Regions from separate parts of the Mus musculus genome. Here regions 2, 3 and 4 are each linked to region 1. A link is a contact called in public HiChIP or PLAC-seq and promoter capture Hi-C data. All regions are on one chromosome and are shown on one strand. The core of a region is the stretch at or near the end of the contact, and the rest is flanking DNA. Distances in the headings are between cores, read along the strand shown.

What was found. Promoter capture Hi-C pulls out the DNA fragments that hold promoters and counts their contacts. HiChIP or PLAC-seq counts read pairs in DNA pulled down with a chosen protein or histone mark.
Region 2: a contact with region 1 is called in a promoter capture Hi-C map of stem cell-derived epiblast-like cells, with 2.6 times the contacts expected there. The contact joins the promoter of Igsf6 here to the promoter of Mosmo in region 1. A contact is called at or near these places in 7 of 39 promoter capture datasets (3T3-L1-derived adipocytes, embryonic stem cells, hippocampal neurons and 4 more), 1 of 484 Hi-C or Micro-C datasets (CD4 T cells), 1 of 115 datasets of contacts at active chromatin or transcription factors (bone marrow-derived macrophages) and 1 of 9 other capture datasets (adipose tissue).
Region 3: a contact with region 1 is called in a FOXA1 HiChIP or PLAC-seq map of pancreatic cancer cells. The contact joins the promoter of Anks4b here to the promoter of Mosmo in region 1.
Region 4: a contact with region 1 is called in an H3K27ac HiChIP or PLAC-seq map of embryonic stem cells, with 3 times the contacts expected there. The contact joins the promoter of Abca15 here to the promoter of Mosmo in region 1. A contact is called at or near these places in 1 of 39 promoter capture datasets (stem cell-derived epiblast-like cells) and 1 of 115 datasets of contacts at active chromatin or transcription factors (embryonic stem cells).

Annotation. Positions count from the first base shown.
Region 1 is chr7:120,676,254-120,678,953 of GRCm38.p6, forward strand. Mosmo (modulator of smoothened) reads left to right here and starts at 1,367. Exons shown (of 3, transcript NM_001164580.1): 1 at 1,367-1,617. The coding sequence starts at 1,512. It also overlaps a transcript of Pdzd9 not described here.
Region 2 is chr7:121,073,207-121,075,906 of GRCm38.p6, forward strand. Igsf6 (immunoglobulin superfamily, member 6) reads right to left here and starts at 1,324. Exons shown (of 6, transcript NM_030691.1): 1 at 1,233-1,324. The coding sequence starts at 1,299. All of the region lies in intron 4 of Mettl9 (methyltransferase like 9), which reads left to right.
Region 3 is chr7:120,172,549-120,175,248 of GRCm38.p6, forward strand. It overlaps Anks4b (ankyrin repeat and sterile alpha motif domain containing 4B), which reads left to right and starts at 1,310. Exons shown (of 2, transcript NM_028085.2): 1 at 1,310-1,534. The coding sequence starts at 1,371.
Region 4 is chr7:120,327,327-120,330,026 of GRCm38.p6, forward strand. Abca15 (ATP-binding cassette, sub-family A (ABC1), member 15) reads left to right here and starts at 1,358. Exons shown (of 31, transcript NM_177213.3): 1 at 1,358-1,498.

The DNA.
Region 1 (2,700 bases), core at 117-2,616:
CCCAGTCTTTAGAACAAGAAAGGGAAGAGCTACTGCAGCAACTGATAGGCATTCTATCTGGATCCCCAGGAAACATGAATTACCTGAGTCAGTGTCAATGGCAGAGGAAAAATAAATTATGTAATTAAATATGCACTTTTAAAAAAATACTTGCCCCAAGAGACCAATGTTTGGGCTGAAAAGTCTTTAGACCAGCAATCAACTCCATTTTCCCCAATCTACGTGGTGGCACTGGTGCCCATTACGAAAGGATGCTGGATTTGGTGGAATTTGAAACCTCCTGAGTTTTGTGGACATGTAGGCATCCCAAAAATAGAGACAAAAGTCGCTCTTCTAGGTCTTTCTAGAGATAGCTTAGGTGGTACTTAAGTAGAAAAATCATCTCCATTTGCTCTATGGAGTGCTAAGAAAGAGATGGATATAAAGTCAGGGTTAATGGTGATTTAGCAGAGAGCCACGGTGGAAGGAAACCTCCAGGGGGTAGCAAAATCGTAGACAAATCCTGTTATTATAACAATTCATATTATTGTTTCCTGTTTATGCACTAAATCTAAGGCTCTCCCCACAACCTTACTCTGTAAATATCACTAAACACCTGGTAGGGGCAAACTAACAAACATTTCAGGTTATTCTTCATCGCTTTCTCTGTTATCAGCAAGTTCTTCCTTCTGTCTGCAAAACACACACATCTGCTCATTTTTCTCTTTCTTGACTACCATAACTAAAAACCACAATTCTCTGTCTTAGACTGCGGGGCCATTTCTGGTGTCCCTACATTCGCTGCCCCTCCCCCCATTATAATCTATTTATACCACAGATCTTCACAAACCAAATAAGGTCATGTCACTATCCTGGTCGAAAATCCTCCAGTTCCTTCCCATTGCATCTGGAACAAAATCCAAATACACATTTGGTGAATTTAAAGACAGGATCTCCCTGTTTAGCCTAGGTTGTCATGGAACTGGTGTCTTTCCAGCTTCCGCTTCCCGAGAGCTGGGATTCGTAGGCGCGTGCCCACCCCGAATGCCACCTCTGGCCTCTGCCTACCTTTTCTCCTGCCACTCACTCTCTAGTCACACGGGCCGTTCTGCAGGTCCCTGAACCTGACATCCACTTTCTCTCTCCCCAGTGACTGTTTCCTTGTCTCTGGAACAGTCTGCACCTAATTCTCACTGGACAAATCTTTAAGATCTCAGGGGTCTCCGACCCGAACCACCGTAGCAGCCCCGAGCGCCGGGCTGAGCCGACGCCCCCTCGGGAAGGCTCTGCAGGGCAGTCCTGGGCGCCGCCGGCCGGCGCGCGGTTTCGCTTCCGGGTGAGGGGCGGGCGGGCCGAGCAGTTCCGGGGCGGGCGGCGGCTGCGGGTCCCGGCGCGGAGGGCGCGAGCGCGCGGCGCGGGCCGAGGGCCGAGGGCGGCGGCGCGGGGACCCCGGGGCCCGGCGGCCCATGGGGCGCGAGGAGTGAGGCCGCGGCCTGCCCTGCGGTGGGGGGTGGGGGGAGCGGGGCGGGGCGATGGATAAACTGACCATCATCTCAGGATGTCTCTTTCTGGCCGCCGATATCTTCGCCATCGCCAGCATCGCCAACCCGGACTGGATCAACACCGGGGAGTCGGCGGGTGAGCGGCGTGCGCGGGCCGGGAGGGTGGCGGTCCCCCGGGTCGGCGATCCCGAGGGTTAAAGGTCGGCGCCGGGGTGGGGGGGCCGGCGGAGGCTGTTTGCCGTGGCTCCCCCTTTCCCCTTTGAAGTGTCTGTGGTTATAGTCTTTGCTTTATTTTTAGGCCTGGGGGGAGCTATAATAATACTAATAATAAACTTCATTTTATGGAGCATCTTTCATTCCAGCGCATCTCACGCACACACGCGCGCGCTGGAGATATCTTAATAGTAGTTAGAAAATTAAATAACACATTAGAGTCGCAGGCAGCCCCAGAGGCAGTGCCTGCTGGAACGTTGGCGCTGGAGGCGGGTGTCTGTGTGTGTGTGTGTGTGTGGGGTGTCCTCAAGAAAGAGGCGGGCATCTTTCCGAAGGGTATCCCAGGTGAATGCGCTGGCAGGGTTCTCAGCTCCAGCCCTCCCTTGCTTCTCTCTTTCTCACCTAGACCTGCGAGACCAAACCTTTAATTAATGTACACAGCTGTCAGGAGAACTGCTCAGAATTAAGGAACGGTCTTGTATTTGAACTGCTTGTTCAGCGAAGGTGAAGGGGAATGAGGAGTGGGACCCTTCAAATGATTTCTTATAAAATGTATCGTTGTGCTGTCAAACTTCTTAAGTGCCGCATAGGGTTCTCAATTTATCCAGCAATATTTTTAGCTCTTAAAACAAAACAAAACAAAACGGTAGCTGGGACATTTGTTGCTTTCTTCTTCCTCTCTAACCTAGACCTAGTAACACAAAATCATGCTGCCAGATGTACTGGTTATTAACATAACACTGAAGAATTCCACTTGTCTTGGCTGTAGAGTTTTAGCAGAGCTGTTAATTGTAACACATAAAAAGAGAGTTTGGGAATCATGTGGAGTTTGGTAATACCTGTGGGCTGTTTCTGAAAGTGTTGCTGACTCCAGACAGTGTACTTGACTATATGTGTGAACAGACATTCAGTTCATTATCACCGTTGTTTTTACTCTGACTGTATGTGTAGAGACTCCTTTGTGAGACTTTCTAAGTATCACATGCTTAGGAGCAAAGAAAGGTTC
Region 2 (2,700 bases), core at 74-2,573, 400 kb after region 1:
ACCCTCAGCTTGTACAGCAAGCACTGTACTGAGATATCTCCCCAGCTCCAACACCTGTTATTACTATTAGCATCAGAAGCTAACAATTACTATTATTATTATCATGATATTTTTGAGACAGGGTTACTCTATGTAGCCCTGACTGTCCTGGAACTTGCTCTGTAGACCAGGCTAGCTTTGAACTTAGAATCCGCTTGCCTCTGCCTCCCAGGTGCTGGGTTTGTGCCACCACTGCCCTGCCCAACATTTATTATTATAGAAAATGTCAAACGTACAAAAGTAGCACACAGACCCAGCCTTGCCTAGCGTTCATTAACTGGGGCTTGTTTCAGGTCTCCTCACTATCTCATCCCCTCCTTTTGTTATTATATCTGCAGACATTTCACAATACAGATGGGAAGATAAAGCTTTTCTCTAACTCCAACAAAGCTCTGTACAAAAGTAGTGTATAGTCATGGCAGACAATAGAGCAGTATAAGACATCACCGTGGTTCCTCAGCCAGAAGAGCCACTGTTAACATTTAGGAATAATTCACTCACTCCTCCTCCCCGTGCCCCATCTCCCCTCCCTCTGCATTTCTCCTTTCCTTTTCTTGTGTGTGCTGGAGAGTGAACCCAGACCCTTACATATGCTTGGCAAGTCCTCCACCATTAGGCTACTCTACCATGTATTTACAGATGAGAAAAAAATTAATTACAAGAACATTGGCTCCATTTGTTGCCCTGCAATCCAGATTTAGTGGACAAATCTTAGATTATTTAAACTATGATGAAATAAATAACTTTTATAGTGCTAGAACAGGTAGAGATAGAATTTAAAGATTAGTTATTTTATCAGGTGACTTTTCTCTAGGTCAAGTTACAGCTTTAAATCCAAGTTCTTTTCAGCCTTTAGAAACATTGTGCTATGAAAGTATTAAGCTAATATTGTACAGTGTACATTAGTCCAGAGCTTGCCTGTGTGGGAATTGACTGAGTGACTAGCACAAGTGGTCACAGATTCTCTCTGGTGAGATGTGCTCAAAGCAGCATCAACAACCAAGGGCCGGTAGGAAACCTTTCTTCAGCTATGCTTTAGTACCTAATTCTGTGGGAGAAGTGACCTCCTCCAGCCCCCGACTTACTGTAGTGCTGCCTTCTTAAATTATGTGCTAAGAGCTTAAGTACACAGATAAGGCGAGAAGCAGCGGTCACTTAATGAGCTGGAGAAAAGGAAAGCTTGACCTTCTTACCGACTTGGAAAAGGATCAGGCTGATCTCTGGCCGGAGGCGGCTCCTGCGTGCACTCACGGGGCCCATCTCTGCTGCATGTGCCGCCTTCTCCACTTTTCTCCTTTCAGAAAGGAAGAAGTAAAGAGAGGAACTCATATTAAGGAAGCACAAGCAGGAACTTTTAGAAATTGTGTAAGAATGGTTTGTAATAAGTTTCACCATTTAGAGTTGAGATTTCAGTCTAAGCGTGCGTGTATGTTAGAAACTGCCATGGGCATTTGATATTCTTTGTGGAGCTTGCAGGAGGTCAGTACTCCTCAAGCAGAGCCTGGCATTTTAGAGTGCTCTTACTGATGTGCTCCACTGCAGAGGGCCTCTCAGGGCCAGAAACTGTTAGACGTGAGCAGCAGCAGCAGAGGCCATGTTTCCTGTAGTCCTGGGAGAAAAACCCAGGGAGTGACCAGAGCATCCGGCATGGTAAAAAGGTACACAGCTGCTGTTAAGCTTGTGCGCCTGGCTTGCATTGAAAGATTTCTTGGTGTTGATAAGCAAAATGGCTATGTCCCTTGGTGCTTGCTTTGGGTCTGAGTCACACACAGCACCCCCTCTCCCCCAGCCTTTACTAGTCAAGTGGTTCTTTGTAAGTATCAGGAACTCAGCTGATCAGCAAAAAGAGACTTGTTAACAGGACTTGAAGTGGCTCCTGGAGTCTCAGAAGGCCTGGAGAACCATGTGAACTCCAGGTCAAGAGGAGCTTGAGTCACACTGGGAAACTGGTCTGATGATGGGTACTACGTGCTGCAAATTCTGTCATTAGCACCCACTCATCAGCCCACCTCCCTAGCCACTTGATATTAGTGCTTGCACTTGGCAAAAAGCCTTGTTTTATTCTGGGTCACCAGCTCATTCCAGTCTTGGCAACAGGCTAAGGTGTGGCACCGGTACCCTGCTTCAAGGAAGCCCAGAAAAGCAGCTTCCCCGCCCTCCAAGAACGAACTCCCCTGACAGGGAGAGAATGCAGTGCTGGCCACTGAAACGTGTGTACTCTTCCCTTTCCCCGTGCTCTATCACACGCTGCATCAGAAGCCTCACTATGAATTTAGTGGCATGTCACCACAGCCTCTAAGAGCACACCTAAGTGCACTTTTGGCATTGTCTGTTTGTAGTCAGAGTGTGGCTTGCAGGGAACAGACCTGGCCTGCTTCCCACAGCCCAGGCTCCTACTGCCCATAGGCTTGGAAGGGATTGACAGATGACTTAGGAAATGGGTCAGCTTCTCCTGAAAAGCACTTGTGTTTCTGTGGATAGAAATTTCTCATGAGCCTATTTTAATTTTAAGCCAGGCAACTTCTAGACAGGAAGTTGAGTAAGTGTACGTGATCTCGTATGTCCAAATCTCCTTTCAAATACAAGTGAACCCCATATTCAGTATTCACTGACTAGTTTCTGAGCCACACAGGCAGCTCAGTCAGTGTAGGCTCTGGATGA
Region 3 (2,700 bases), core at 60-2,559, 500 kb before region 1:
TACAGGGACAAGGGTGGAGCAGAGACCGAAGGAAAGGTCATCCAGAGACTGCCTTACCTAGGGATCCATCCCATCTGCAGACACCAAACCCAGACACTATTGCTGATGCCAAGAAGCACTTGCTGACAGGAGCCTGGTATAGCTGTCCTCCTGAGAGGCTCTGCCAGAGCTGGGAGCAGTACAGATGTGAATGCTCACAGTCAAACCATCAGATTGAGCACAGGGACCACAATGGAGGAGTTAGGGGAAGGACTAAAGGAGCTGAAGGGGTTTGCAACCCCATAGGAGGAACAACAATATGAACCAACCAGACCCACCAGAGCTCCTAGGGACTAAACTACTAACCAAAGAGAACACATGGAGGTACCCATGGCTCCAGCTGCATATGTAGCAGAGGATGGCCTTATCTGGCATCACTGGGAGGGGAGGCCCTTCGTCCTGTGAAGGCTTGATGCCCCAGCATAGGGGAATGCTAGAGAGGTGGGGCAGGAGTAGGTAGGTGGGATAGCACCCTTATGCAAGCAGGGGAAAGGGGAGATGGAATAGAGGTTTTCGGAGGGGAAACTGGGAAGGGGATAATATTTGAATTGTAAATAAACAAAATAACCAATTAAAAAACCCTAACATCAATTCCTCTCTTTCCTATAGCCTGGGTATTGCTACTTGAATCATTTAAAAATATCTATAAATATTAATCATATACATATATATGTATATATAATGACATATGTGTATTTATGTATAATAGAAATATTTATAAAAGATTTTTAAAAAAGAAAGTGCTGTTTCCTTTTTGTGACACTCTCTAGACCAAGCTTTTTTGTGGCAGTTCCTGGAGAGTGACCTGTTTGTCTTCTGGCCTGTCAATCGGCCTTCTCTCCTCCATGTTATAGCAAAGATTTCACAACTGTAAATTTACTAAGATCTTTTATTTTATACTTCAAATGGCTAAATTCAAGTTGTACAAATTAGACCCCCTAAAATCTATTAAAACACCCCTTCTCCCACCCAAGTGAACTTAAACAGTTCAGAGTTTTTTGAGATTATTTCCCATATTCTGTGAGTGGGTGGTCAGTATCACATCTGACACTAGTTAATGGACACAGTAAAGATTAAACGTGCTTCACCACACTCATGACACACCTGTCAGGCCTCAGTGGTCATTGCCATGGTTGGTCCCCAAAGGAAAGGCCCAAGTCCAGGATTGCAGGTCTTCCTGGCTGGCTGCCTTCCAAGGAGCAAGGCCGGAGTGAACTTTGGCCTGGGGTGATACTCCCCGTCACTGATTAACCAGCCCTGTTGGAAGACTGTGTTACCAGCTCTGCCTAGACAAAGACTCCTACCTGGCCAAGCTCTGGTGGGCAGAAAAAATGTCTACCCGCTATCACCAAGCAGCGAGTGACAGCTACCTGGAACTTCTGAAGGAGGCCACCAAGCGTGATCTGAATCTCTCAGATGAGGATGGCATGACACCCACTCTCCTGGCAGCCTACCACGGCAACCTCGAGGCCCTAGAAATAATCTGCAGTAGAGGGTGAGTGATTCCTGTTAGGGTATCCTGGGTGGGGAGTACCACACCGGCAGTAAGAGACAGAGACATCCACGAAGACATTTTACTTCTTTCTAGGCTCCCTAAGTCTTTGGCTTTTAGAGAAAGAGTCAAGACTAAGCTAGGTATGGTTTCTTTCCCTGTGAAAACAGCCATTTAGGAGTCACTCAGGCAGAGGGGTGGGGGTAGGCATTGGAACTATATGCCCTGAAAGTCATATCCATGGAATTGAAATGGTTAACTCCTTAAAAAGAGGTCACCATGCTTTTTGGTTCAGTCATCCTCCTTGGTTAGGACATGGCTTTATTTTACGTTTTCAATTGTGTCACTAAAAACTATCTTTTATGAACACTCGGCCTTGGTGTAAGCTGAATTTTTGAATGAAATTTCTGGCTTTACAAGCTATAAAATGAGTCTTCAATCTTCACACACACACATACACACACCATCCCTTACCTTTAAATTCAAGTCTTTGCTAACTCTTTTATTCTGCTTGTCCTGCTCATTGCCAGAGGGCTAGTCAGGGTAGGCAGCTACGACTTAAGATGGGCAGAAATGGAGCGAAAGAGGAGTCTGGGAGAATGAGAGGAGTGGGAGTGGGAGGACGGGAGGGGAGGTAAAGAGTAAGAGAGCCAAGTGATTCCAGGACAGTGCATATTTAGCATCTGGCAGGTGACAGTCCACCTCTCCTCCTTCTCTCTCCTTCTTCCTCTTTCTCTTTCTTCCACTCCTTCCTCCTCTGATTCCAATTCTTCTCATATATTTTTGGTGCTGCCCAGATGGTGCTGATCAACAGAACATCCTAGTGTTCCTGTGGCAATCAGATCTGAGAGGGGAAGCCAAGCGAGCGGCTTTGGGTAGATGTGATAAAGCTCGTGCCAGGGAAGGGAAATTAAGCTGACATTAGAAAGACAAGGAGCTGATCGAGGTGGAGGGAAGTGTTTTCCCCCTAAGGCAGAACACTGTGCATTCCGAGGATGGAAGACATTGAGCTTGGCTGGACCTGACCTGCACAGGGACAGAACCTAAGCCATAAGACCAGACTATCAGGAGCCTTGAGAATTCTGCTGAGAACTTCAATCTTCTCCTGAGAGCCTAGACACCACACCCTCTATTTACAAAGGAGGCCATCAGATAGATTTATGCTTATG
Region 4 (2,700 bases), core at 108-2,607, 350 kb before region 1:
AAATTACAATTTGCACAGGGAAAGTTTATTGAAGATATTTAAATGAACTCTCGGCACTATCGCTGATGAATGAAAACATCCAAGGAACAAGCACAGGGTAGCCGCGTCCGCTCCGCGACGCGGATTCTTCAAGGGCTGAATACCTGAGCGCCTGAACTGGAAACAGCTGTTGAGGCTGGGTTGTTGGCAGCCTCTCGCTGAGAGCCAGACAGCTGTGGCCCTGATGGTCCTGGACTGTAAGTGCGGGGGTGAGGGAGCAGGGGTGGGGATTTTGGGGGAGTATGCTGTCCAAGCTGCTGCTTGGCAAGTTACCAGGCCAGAGCCAATTAAAAAAAAAAAAAAAAAAAAAAAAAGTGAAGCAGAAGATAACCCGGGAGAGAAGCTTCTATGGTGTTCTTCCAGCGCCCTCTCCTGACAAAGTGTAATGTCACATTAGTTCCCGCTCCTTTTAGCGCCATGCAACAATAAATCCCTATCATGCACGTCAAGGATAGATAACTTGCGGTGCCTGTCAGAACTCAGAGCCTGTGACTCTAAAATGAAACCACACTGGAAGAGGGTATCAGGATGGGTAGAGGCAAGAAGAGTGGGCATTCATGGACCTGTACAGCACTGGGATATTTGATATAGAGGTGGAGTCGACCTCTATTGACAGGCTAGTGGATGAACCCAGATGAAGCAGGTGGGGAGTCTGAGAGCTGAGGGCAAAGGGCTTAGGCAGCTCCTGCACGCGGGTTCATGGTTAAGTCAGTACGGACTTGGAAGGAACTGAGAAGAGTGGCTAGATATCCCAGATTGGGGAGCAGCATAGAGTCAGAGAAGCGGAGAGATGGGAGGGAGAACGGAGAGAGGGGTGTGTGAAACACTATACTGCTGGGGCTGTGGGCAGAGGATCCCAAGTGTGGAAAGGAACAATGGTGCATGGTGGACTGAATGATAGGCGTTGCTGAGAAGGATTTGGAACAAGTCAGGCTCTGTGCTGGGCTCTGTGCCAGGTCTCTCTGACTCCAGGTTGAGCTTGCTAGCTCTAGTAACTCATCTCCTAACTACAGTGCATGACTGTTGATCTATCGCCAGGAGCCCTCCCAGACCCGCTTCCGTGCTCTTTCCCTCTGAACTGTTGCACTTGGGAGAACAGGAGAAATATATGGTTTCGGCATATGCTCCGTGATCCTTCTGTTTTGTTGGCTCCCCCTACTCCCAGCCCATCCCCTGTTCCTCCCCCAGCACGTGCCTCCATCTTTTTTCTTGCACCTGACTCTCCTCAACGGCTCACCGCACTTGGCGCGTGCCTCTGGTCCACCCACGACTGTACTTTTAATTCGTTGCACGAGATCCGATCCGGGGCCACGATCTTGGAAGAAAGAGCACTACCCTACAGGACGGTTAGCTAAGGCCTTGCTTGTGTGCAGGAAGAGCTTCCAGAACTGGGCCATATGATGCTCTTCGGTGGATAAGGCGCTAAGTGGTTTAAGGTTGCTTAACTAGAGCAGTAGTGGTGAGTCCTCCCTTGTGTGTCCCCTGCTCTCACACTGCTTTCAGATACCCTGGGAGTTCAATCTCCCTTTCTCTCTGTCTCTCTCGCTATTTGCCATTTTCTATATAGAAATGGGGATAATGCCAAAACCACAGCTCGGGGTGTAGGAGGTCAAAGGCAAAACGGCAGGATGCCCCATCACTGCCCTTTGAGTTGTGGACCAGCCAGATCTTCACAATGAGACTGTCTTAAAAGAGGGTGGGGATTAGCCCCACATTTTTTCCTTTACCCAGAACACAGAGTAAAGAGATGTCTGGGCTGTGTAGGATTTGGTTGCCTCCCGAGCTTCACTCTTCTGCTCACTTAGTTTTATTCTTGTTATTCTCGTTCCCTGACATACTGGCAAGTTGTTTCTCTGAAAGTCTGGGATGTAAATTTTAATCCTGTAAACTTCCCTTAAAGAGTGAGTATTTTGCTAAATCTTGTAAGTTTAGTATGTTTTTTTTCCATTTCCATTTGTCTCAAGACATCGGTAATTGCTTTCTGGGGGAAAAAAAGCCTTCATTGACGATTTTACTCACAAGAAGCATGGTGTCTAATTTCCATATATCTGTGAATTTTCTAAAAGTATTTCCTGTTATTTATATCAAACTTACATAACACTGTGATCAGAAAATATATATGATACAGGTCCAGCTCCACAAGCACCTACCTCAGCCTCTTGAGTAGTTAAAATTATGAGCATGTGTCACCAAGCCTGACTTTGTATCTGTTTTAACTAGCACAGCTACTTCTGTACTCTTTTGGTTTCATTAGCTTGGGGTGTATCTTTAATTTTATTTTAACTTTTATTTTTATTTATGGCCATGTGTTGCACGTGCACAACAACAATATCAATAAATTTAAAGACAGTAGTAGAGATTTTCCTAGTAATATTATGGTTATGTTTCATTTTGCTGTTATTTTCCAAAATGTTATAAAGTCTACTCAAGCGTCATTTTTTCCAAAGAGTTTGTGTGTGTGTGTGTGTGTGTGTGTGTGTGTCTGTGTGTGTGTGTGTGTGTCTGTGTGTGCACATGCTAACAGGGCCCCTGATTTGATTGCTGTGCCTGAGTCTGGATTATAGTCCCCAAAACAGCCCATCTCCTTCAGATTCATCCTCATTTTAAGATTCAATAAAGCTTTAACCTGATGACGTTCCTTTAAGGCCTGGGGCTCCAGCT